Linked DNA regions of Zea mays: region 1 is linked to region 2. Evidence: chromatin contacts called from public Hi-C data. All regions are on one chromosome and are shown on one strand. Each heading gives the region's core, a stretch centred on a gene start, on an enhancer-like site or on the middle of the called end of the contact. The rest is flanking DNA. Distances are from core to core; before and after follow the strand shown. Region 1 holds the start of LOC100281283. Region 2 holds the start of LOC100283234 (50S ribosomal protein L4-like).

Evidence for each region. A called contact is a pair of places that touch in the nucleus more often than the background predicts.
Region 1: a Hi-C map of tassel shows a contact between it and region 2, with 2.2 times the contacts expected there. The contact joins the promoter of LOC100281283 here to the promoter of LOC100283234 in region 2. A contact is called at or near these places in 2 of 25 Hi-C or Micro-C datasets (ear and tassel).

What each region holds. Positions count from the first base shown.
Region 1 is chr1:38,550,427-38,555,381 of Zm-B73-REFERENCE-NAM-5.0, forward strand. LOC100281283 reads left to right here and starts at 2,449. Exons shown (of 5, transcript NM_001154201.1): 1 at 2,449-3,142; 2 at 3,488-3,593; 3 at 3,684-3,721; 4 at 3,811-3,900; 5 at 4,250-4,705. The coding sequence starts at 3,011. The coding sequence ends at 4,480.
Region 2 is chr1:38,265,350-38,270,308 of Zm-B73-REFERENCE-NAM-5.0, forward strand. LOC100283234 (50S ribosomal protein L4-like) reads left to right here and starts at 2,328. Exons shown (of 2, transcript NM_001374454.1): 1 at 2,328-3,260. The coding sequence starts at 2,354. It overlaps LOC100285700, which reads left to right. Exons shown (of 11, transcript NM_001158591.2): 8 at 25-132; 9 at 456-524; 10 at 612-666; 11 at 819-1,288. The coding sequence ends at 1,021.

The sequences.
Region 1 (4,955 bases), core at 1,199-3,698, 290 kb after region 2:
ACATACATATATGTGTTTATAATATCCTTAGGGTTTGGCAAAGCTCCAGCTCCTGTTTCTTTAGCTCCAGATCTTGATCCTCGTGAGGAACTGATCCTCCTGATTCTCCTAGAGAATCAGAATTATTTTTAAAATCGTTTGGCAAGTAAACTGATTCTTATCTGCTGAGAGTTGGTGGTCTATGTCGATTGTCTATTTTACTCTTTGCAGTTCAACTTTGTTACAAACCAATAAGTAGGATGCATATACGGAAAAAATTATGAAATAATAACATATAAAATATTCCCATCATAGTAGTGCATAAAATGGTCTCAAATGTTTAATCCATAAATTGGCTCGTTATGTTTTTGTCCAATGGCAATTGCGGGTAATTTCGATCAAACTTTAAGAGGAGGTTCATATTTGGTTGGTTGAGGAGCTGTTTTAAGGGAGGGTGGAGCATGTTTTTTTAGATCTCACCTTTCTTCACAAAAACGACTCCTAATCTTTCAGCTCCACACGAGAATCAGTTTAAAAAATACACGTTTGACACGGCTCCTCCAGATCCTCGCTTAGAATCAGGAGCTGGAGCTGTGCCAAACGGGCCCTTAAATGTCTAACATATATTTCAATTTTATCTAATCTGTCATCTATATGTAGAGAACAGAATAAGATATAGAGAATAAAATCTTCTTATAGGATATGAGACATTTTATAGACTCGCGTAGGAGTCAGTCTAATGCTTGATATCGAATTATTAGCATTCATCCGTCGTGTTGTTTTTTTAGAGCTTAGCGCTCATCGATCATCATGTTCAAAGCATGGCTGACCGGAATATATATAAATTATCATGTTCTTGCATGAGACGTGGGATTTATGATGGATTTGGGATGTGTCACTTCTCTTTTATTGTACGTGTATGTTTGAGATAGACCACTAAGACTTAAATCTGGATTTTCGGTGACCAGCTCCACTAGTAGACATTAAAAGGTTTTAGGTTCTAGTTCCATTTTGGTGATCGATAATAACGTGAGTTTGTTGTGAATAATGTGTGTTTTATAGAAATAACTTAGTTCATAATTTAGAGATATGTTATCTCTCTGTCCCGGACCCTAATGACTCTCACCCACATAGAGGCTTGGGCGCTTGGTTCACATAGAGGAGATCGAGCACACAACATCTTATGGAAGACATAAAGGTCGCTTTTGTGTTTATCAATCGATTAGTAGCAAGAGCACGTATGCTATTATGCACACCGCAATCTAAACCTCTCTAAACTGCCCACGTGTTGGTTCCTGATCATGTTTAGGTTCAACACCTTGTCGCCTATACCCCCACACTCTCTAGTAGCCTTCTTTTTAGTCCTTTACTACCACGTGTCCGTCCACAACAACACATATTGACAAGTAGAGATATAGCCTACTAGCATCCACATCGACATGTTCTCTAGTAAGATTTGCAAACATGGCATGTGCATGTCACAACGAGACATATAACTTGTATGCATAACAACTATAACGAACTAACTATATCTTTATCGGATATGATTGGGTTTTTTCTAACCTTATTTCAGTTTAAGTCAAGGTGTTCGTCCATCAACTACCGTCCAAGGCTCACATTGGTCCTTGAACTCTTAAAATGACCAGTTTAGTTCTTAAATTTATATTTTGAAGTCATTTTCAACTTAGAATCACGAAATTGATTGTTTCAACTCTTAAACTTTGTACATTAGGCTTAATTTCATCTATGAACTACACAATTGGTCAACTCCAGGACCACCCACAAACGATCATCACTATAGTTGTTTCCAACAATTTACCAATCCTATCTCACACCTCACCTCTTCTTTCGAACTTTACTCACCTCTTATTTCGAACTTTTACTCTATAAACAATGAAAAAAACAGTATTTTACACGGCCATATCCATATGTACGATCTGTTGACACAGCTTTAGGTAGTACTAGTGTCCTCCGATGTCGAATCGGATAACACACCTTTGACAATATTCATATTTTAATATAAATATATTTAAATATGCTCGAATATAAATAATCAGAATGTTCGATTATAATCGAAACGACTAGCTTCCTCCCTCGGCCCTATTGTCAACCACTCTCCCTGACAGTACGGCGCGTATAAAAAATGCATACGCTTCGTCCTTTCAGTCTCGTTAAAAATTGGAGAAAAAAAGCAGAAGAAAAGAGAGGCGAGAGACTTGAATGCCATGCCAATGCCATACAATGCGCTGCAGGCTGCAGCTAGCCAGTTCTGAACCGAACTGCCAATCATGAAGAAACAAGACAAGAGGATAGTCCGACGAGTGCAGCCGGAAAAAAAGGCTGGCCGACGTGGGCCGCACCGCGCCTGGTCGCCTGCCCGGGCAATAATATCTCCCGCCAGGCAGCCAGGCCGCCACGCCACAGATTATGACGCCTAGGTCCCGCTCGCCCCTCCACCCATGGGCCATCCGAGCAGTCACCAGTGCTTGCTTCTCCCGTACTTCTTCCCGGTCCCCCCACCGCAGCTGAGCTGCGGAACTCCTTACTCACCGACACGTAGGTCCCACCCGCTTGTGGCCCCGCCACCAGTGACCCAAACCATCAGAGCATCCTGTGCACGGAGCTTCCTCCTCGAATGCGCACTAATGGTGGTAGTAATAATTGCTCATTAGTTTAATGAGCAGCAGGTAGGCACTGTGCTGGCTGTGCTGTGCTGTGCCTCCATCTTCCGATTCCCATCCCCCGTCGTCGCTTGTTTGGTGCTGTCTTTTCCTTTCCGCCGCGGCAAAAGTGAGGAGCGCGCGGGCGAGTTGGGGGAGACGAACCCGTCATAACTCCCTCGCTTAATCGCGTCTCGTGCTCCTGCCTCCTGCGTATATAAACGCGGCAATCGGGACGCCCGGGGAGGCGTTCGTTCTCCTTCTCCATCCCACGCGCGCGCAGGCCAAGGCCGGATCGGCGGCCTCTCAGATCTCGCCGGCCGCCGTGAGACAGAGACCGAAGGGGGGGTTGACCGGTGCTCGGGAGGAAGATGTTTAGCGGGACGCAGCAGAAGTGCAAGGTGTGCACCAAGACGGTGTACCCGATGGACCAGCTCTCCACCGACGGCGTCGTCTTCCACCGCTCCTGCTTCAAGTGCCAGCACTGCAAGTCTACCCTCTCAGTACGTTCCCTTTGCCTTGCCCATGCTCTTCTCTCTTCTAATGGGTAGGTGGATGGATCTGTAGGGTGATGCAATGTAGCATCGGGTAGTAGATCTGCGAATTGCCGCAGCGAACAGATCTGGTGCGAGTTTCCTAGTACCAGGAAAATTCTACGCCCAGGAGAGGTCATGACTTTGTCCGTTTCCCATTCGCTAACTTGGTGAAAGAGGATTGGGCAGGGAATCCATGCAAATGGACACTCTTATCTGATCTTCTACTTAGGACGACCTGTCGATGTCTAGGCAAAGATAAGCAGCTCTGCGAGGTCTGACAATCTCCGTCTTCATCCTTTTCGCCTTTGACAGCTGAGCAACTATTCCTCGTTCGAAGGAGTGCCGTACTGCAAGACCCATTTCGAGCAGCTGTTCAAGGAGACCGGGAGTTACAACAAGAGCTTCCAATCACAGTCACGTACGCTTTCATTCACTACCGAAACCATTGGCATGCAAATACAAGTTTTTGTGTTTCTGTGATCTGATGCTCGTGGTGTACTTCTTTCAGCTGCAAAGATTACTCCGGAAAAGTTGGCCCCTGAGCTGGTGAGTTCCAGCATGTACGCGTTCGTTTTTTTGTCTGATTGTATTTTGAAATGAAGAAGTGACAAGTTTGTCCAAAATCTGCTATCCAGACCAGATCACCAAGCAAAGCTGCAAGGATGTTTTCAGGAACACAAGACAAGTGTGCGACTTGTGGTAAAACTGCGTATCCTCTTGAGAAGGTAATTTTGATCACATTATGTTGTTGTACTTTTCATTATTTCCTCTCAAAATTTTGGGATGTAGCTTGTGGCATCTAATTCAGTAGTTCATCAAGGTCAGTATTTGCTATGGAACATCTCAGGGTCAATCACCATGGGTTCCAATGGCTTTCACAACTGAACAAATACTCGTCCCCTTCTAGTCATGTTACCCAGGTCGTGCTGACAGCCTAAATTTTGCTCCATTTAATAATAAAACCAAATCTTTGTTCACCTTAATTCGTCTAATTATCCTTTCTTGATTGCCTTGAGTTATCAAAACTCTTATGTGGACAGTGGTTCTAATGCATGGCTGTTAAAAACATTGCAGGTAACAGTCGAAGAGAAGTCCTACCATAAGTCATGCTTCAAATGCTCCCACGGGGGCTGCGCGATTACACCTTCCAACTATGCAGCCTTGGAGGGCATCCTCTACTGCAAACACCATTTCTCCCAACTTTTCAAGGAGAAGGGAAGCTACAACCACTTGATCAAGTGCGCGTCCGTCAAGCGCGCTGCTGAAGCACAGCCAGAACAACCGGCCTCTGATTCCTCCTCCTGACCACGCCATTTAAACAGTGGGGGTTTGGAGGCGAGAGAGTTGGGAAGCCTCCTGTTTCTACTTAAAACCGCGTGATGTATGTTATTCCATCTATGCCCCGAGGATACTAGACTACTACTCTATTTTGGTATCCTCTGCTGTGCTAGCTGGATCATATCAGCGAACCATGGAATTGCTGTCATTTTCAATGAAACTGTTGTGCATCAAGTAGTGAAATCTTCACTGAAATCGGGTATCTTGCCTTTATTGATCAATATATTATCTATGTTGTTTTGTTGTCTTTAGTACTATGCAATCTGGTTTGGTAAATGGTCAAACTAAAAGGTTCTTTTTGGTTGAGTTGGTTGAGTGAACTTTCTTTTCTCTAGATATAGGTCAAAAAGCGACCCATTTTTGGGAGGTTTCTTTCTCCCAGAAAGGGAAATTGAAGAAGCTATCTCAGACAAGGGTTAAGGCTATCTCCAGTAAACTTTAT
Region 2 (4,959 bases), core at 1,078-3,577:
TTTTACAATTTTATCTGCTTCTAGGTTAGCAATCCCGCAATTCAGTTCATGCTATATGAGACTCTTCTGAAGAAATTGAAGAAGAGACGAGCCTCTAATTTTAAGGGAGCTGATGGATTGACTGCTCTTGAAGTAAGCTTTTGTTTTTCCAGTGGTAGGAATTGCCTCAAGTGATTTATCTTGAGTTTTGACAATACCAGTTTGCATAGTGATTACTTGTTTTATTGGGGTCTGAAACCCTGAACCTATTGTAAAAGTGACTTGAATGAACTTTGGTTTGTCTGTGGTGGAAAAAAAGTGACTTGAAAGCCTGTTTGTCTGGGACATGTATTGGTTGCTATATGTTTGACTCTAGATGTTGGAGATAATTTGGCACTTTCATCTGCCCATCTATACTAGTATTCCTATGGTTTATGATAAAACTCTAACCTGACATTGCAAACATTCTTATTCAGATTTTTCTTCTTGGTGCTGTTGCGAAACTTGGTGCAACCGTCGTTACGTATCCCCTTCTAGTTGTTAAGGTGATTAATTATTGGATTGGTGATAACCACAGTTGTTCACTTGCATATTTGAGTGCATACCATAAATCAAGCCTTTTCTTCGTGCAGGCAAGACTTCAGGCAAAGCACATGATTAACGATGACAAGAGGCATCGCTACAAAGGTACGGAAGTTCTCTACCTTTTGTCTTTCTTTAATCAGGTCTCATTTCTTGCTGTTACTGGATTGGTATTGAATAATATTTAACTTGCCACGCCATTTCTTGCTGTTACTGACAAACTATTGAAGATCTTAATGTGCCATTCTTGCGCTCAGGTACACTTGATGCGTTCACAAAGATGGTACGATATGAGGGTCTGTCAGGGATGTACAAAGGAATGGGCACAAAAATTGTGCAAAGTGTTTTTGCTTCTGCTTTGCTTTTTATGATTAAGGAGGAGCTGGTGAAGGGTGCTCGACTATTGGTAACTGGTAACACTAGTCTGGTTAAGAAACTACCATCAAAGTCATCAAGATGAACTACGGGCATCGCAAGCGTTAGTATATCATCCTAAAAAGCCATTTATTATCCGCATAAACCGTAAACAAGGTCGACAAGCTATAGAGCTCGCCTCTGCTTTGGATATGTCAACTGTAGGTTACACAATAGCCAGTATGATTCACGTAGGGACCAAAGACTATGTTGGATAGATATTTGTATCATTCATGTAGAATGTATCGTGGAAGATCGAAACAGAAGAAAATAAATAAGTATGATAATTTGAACTTCGGCCATCTGCTCTAAACTTCTGATTTCCTGACTTGCTTTTACCTTATGGTTTGTGCAAGGGTGGCAGAATATCTGGAAAAAAAAACTATCATGAGAATGCAATCCGCAGTCATCTATTCAGGTTTCTTGACCTGCATGACTTTGCTTGTTACCTTGTCGGTAAGGAGACGCGTGCAAGTTGGTTATCATCAGGAAGCCAAGGGAACGTAGAACTTCTGATTAAGGCTGTGCGCAGCGGTCACCGCTAGCACTCCCCCTCCCCTTGCATGCCGTCTGTAGGGGGCACCCTACGGCCGCAGCGGTGCCCCCTACAGCGCCCCCTACGCGTCGGCACCCTTCTATCTCCCCCCAGATCTAGCGTGTCACTGTTCATCACCCTAAACACTGTGCTGTGGGTCCACGAGTAATTGTTAGTAGATAAAAAATTAATAGTTGATATAGAAAATGATATTTTATAGTTGTAGTGGGGTATAGGGGAGTATTTAGGGGGAACCGCTGCGGGAGATGAAAAAATAGGGAGAAAAATAGGGGGGAAAAGTGATATAGGGGGAAAAATTTAGGGGTAACGGTTGCGGATAGCCTAATCCTTTTTACCTAGAATTTCTGAAGATTCGTTTTCACCCTTTATCTATCCCAGCTGTGCTGAAAGCATTGGGCACTTGCAGTTGAGTCTGCAGGTGCAGCTGACTTAAGTGCACAGGCACGGTTTCGTCTCCTCCCGTCCCGTGTCAACCAGTTTTAGCAAACTGCAAGCAAATAAATTCACTTAACACGGCAAATGCCCTTTCATTACTTGTAATATTAATGGATTTTTAAGGAAAAATTACTCAAACTTGTGAAGTGCGACTGCGACTAGCCGACTCGGCATGAGACCTGACTCGGTGACTCCTGAGACAGTTGACAGTGTGCCTTCTTGTGGCGTTGGCAAGTAGGGACTACGAGTCTGTCTGGGGAGGAGTGGCCGAACCGAACGGGTGGATAACAAAGGGATAGAGAAGCGGCAGCTGCAGAGGCAGAGCGTCAGAGCCATCGTCCTCGCCTCACCCCGTAGTCCCGTACCTAGCGCAGCGAAGCCGGCACAATGCCAGCCGCCGCCGTAGTCTCCCCTCTCCTCCTCTCGCTCTCCTCGTCCTCCTCCCCCTTCCTCTCTTCCTCATCCACCTCCTTTTTCCCACCCTCCTCCGCTGCCGTCACTCCACACGCCGCCGTCAGGACGAGGGCGGCTGTCTCCGTCCTCCGCGCGCTGCGCGCCGAGGCGGCCACCCTCCCCGTGCTCTCATTCACCGGAGAGAAGGTCGGGGAGGTAACCCTCGACCTCAAATCCGCGCCACCCTCCACCGCGCGCGCTGTCGTGCACCGCGCTATCATCACCGACCGCCAGAACGCGCGCCGAGGCACGGCCTCCACGCTCACCCGCGGCGAGGTCAGAGGCGGAGGGAGGAAGCCCTATCAGCAGAAGAAGACGGGGAAGGCGCGGCGGGGGTCGCAGCGTACCCCGCTTCGTCCCGGCGGTGGCGTCGTGTTCGGCCCCAAGCCCCGCGACTGGTCCATCAAGATCAACCGCAAGGAGAAGCGCCTTGCCATCTCCACTGCCATCGTGAGCGCCGCCAAGGACGCCTTCGTTGTCGAGGAGTTCGAGGAGGCCTTCGCGTCGGGGCCCAAGACCAGGGATTTCGTGGCCGCTTTGCAGCGGTGGGGGCTTGACCCGAAGCAGAAAGCCATGTTCTTTGCCACGGACTTCGACGACAATGTGCGGCTCAGCGGCAGGAACATTGGTTCCCTCAAAATGCTCACACCCAGGACGCTGAACCTGTACGACATACTCGACGCACGCAAGCTCTTCTTTACTCCTGCTGCTGTAGACTACCTCAACTCCAGGTACGGAGCCAGTGTTTCCGATGACTACTATACTGATGACGAGGATGATGGCGAGGAGGAACTGGTCGAGCAAGAAGCAGAAGAAGGCACCACAGCAGATGCTGCTCCAGGTACATAGCTACAGAGTATGCTTTGCTGGTTGCAGTGCGCTGCTTGATTATTCCTGTACTGGCCATATATGGGCTCTCTGCTAGTAACTGCTATCCTTCAGTTAGTACATGTCTCAACAGGTTGAAGGAGAATAGCAAATGGTAGTGCTACGAAGCAGTAATGCCGATTGGATTGAATTGCATCACCATTATTTTGGGGAACATTTTATCTACAATGTAAATTTGAATGGCATAAAACCACACTACTCAAGGACCAAGACATGGGGTTTGAATATCGGTTTTGTACAGGACTATGTTTTGCTGAATAAAAATGCACCTCTTACCATATTTCTCATTTTTCTAAAAGAGAGTGGCAGGAGCTCTGCCTTGCATTGAAGGGAAATAAGATGGTTTTGTCTGAATGGCAGACACGCCTCAACATAAAATAGGACAACCACAAATTTCATGAGAGAGCCAACCTGCAAAGAAACAAAAACAAGACACAATTGTTGTGGCGGCCAATGATGTCGGTGTCACGGCGGGAGAGGGCGTGGTCGACCGTATGGAGACAACTGGGGCAGTATTACACCGTGAAGTTGAAGCCGAACAACTTGCTCACCCACTGGTGCCGCAGGATCGTTGAGAGGCGTTGATCAGGCAGGAACTTCACGCTAAAGTGGTTGGTGCAGATGAGTAACCGGCGCCCCCAGAGATATGGGCGCCAATGACGCACGACTTGCACCAAGTCGATGAGCTCTCGTTCGTAGGCGGCGATCTTCTGGTGTCATGGCACGAATGGTCAGCTGAAGTAGGCCAGTGGTCCTGCGCCCTACTGAAGGATAGCGCCGAACCCTATGCTCGTCGCGTCACACTCCACGACGAACAAGGTATCGAAGACTGGCAGATGGAGGACCGACACAGTGGAGTGTGCGCGCTTGAGTGCGGTGAAGGTCGTCTCAGCCTTCGGTGACAAGTGGAAGGTGTCCTTCCCTAGCAAGCTGGTGAGTGGCGCCACGATGAGGTCGAATTCCTATATGAACTTCCTGTAGTACCCCATAAGGCCCAGGAAGGTGCAGCCAAGACGTGACGGCCTCCACCTTGTCTCCATCCATGGCTACGCCATCTACGGAGATGACGTGCCCTAGGTATGCGACGGACGTCATGCCAAAGGAGAGCTTGCCAAAGAGGGAGTGTGCATGGAGGCGTCGAAAAAGGCGTGTTGCAGATGAGTTGACCACGAGTCGTTGTAGATGAGAATACATCAAAGAAAACAAGGACAAACCAACGGAGTAAGGGCTGCGTGACTTCATTCATGAGGCTCTAGAATGTTGCCTGCGTGTTTGCCAACCCAACTGGCACCAACAGAAACTCAAAGTGGCCATGGTGGGTGTGAAACACGGTCTTCTCGATGTCGCCTGTGTGCATGCGGATCTGGTGGTACCCGGAGCGTAGGTCCAGTTTTATGAAGAAATGGGCGCCATGGAGCTCGTCAAGGAGCTCATCAACGACGGGGACGACGAGGATTGGGAACTTGTCCTTCACCGTGTAGTCGTTGAGGAAGCGCAAGGAGTCGATGTAGAAGAGCAAGGAGTCATGCTTCTTGACGAGGAGCATCGATGTGGAGAAGGTCGACGTGCTAGGCTAAATAACGCCCTAGACCAGCATGTCGACGACTTTGCACTCCAATTCGTCCTTATGGACCTACGAGTAGCGGTAGGGT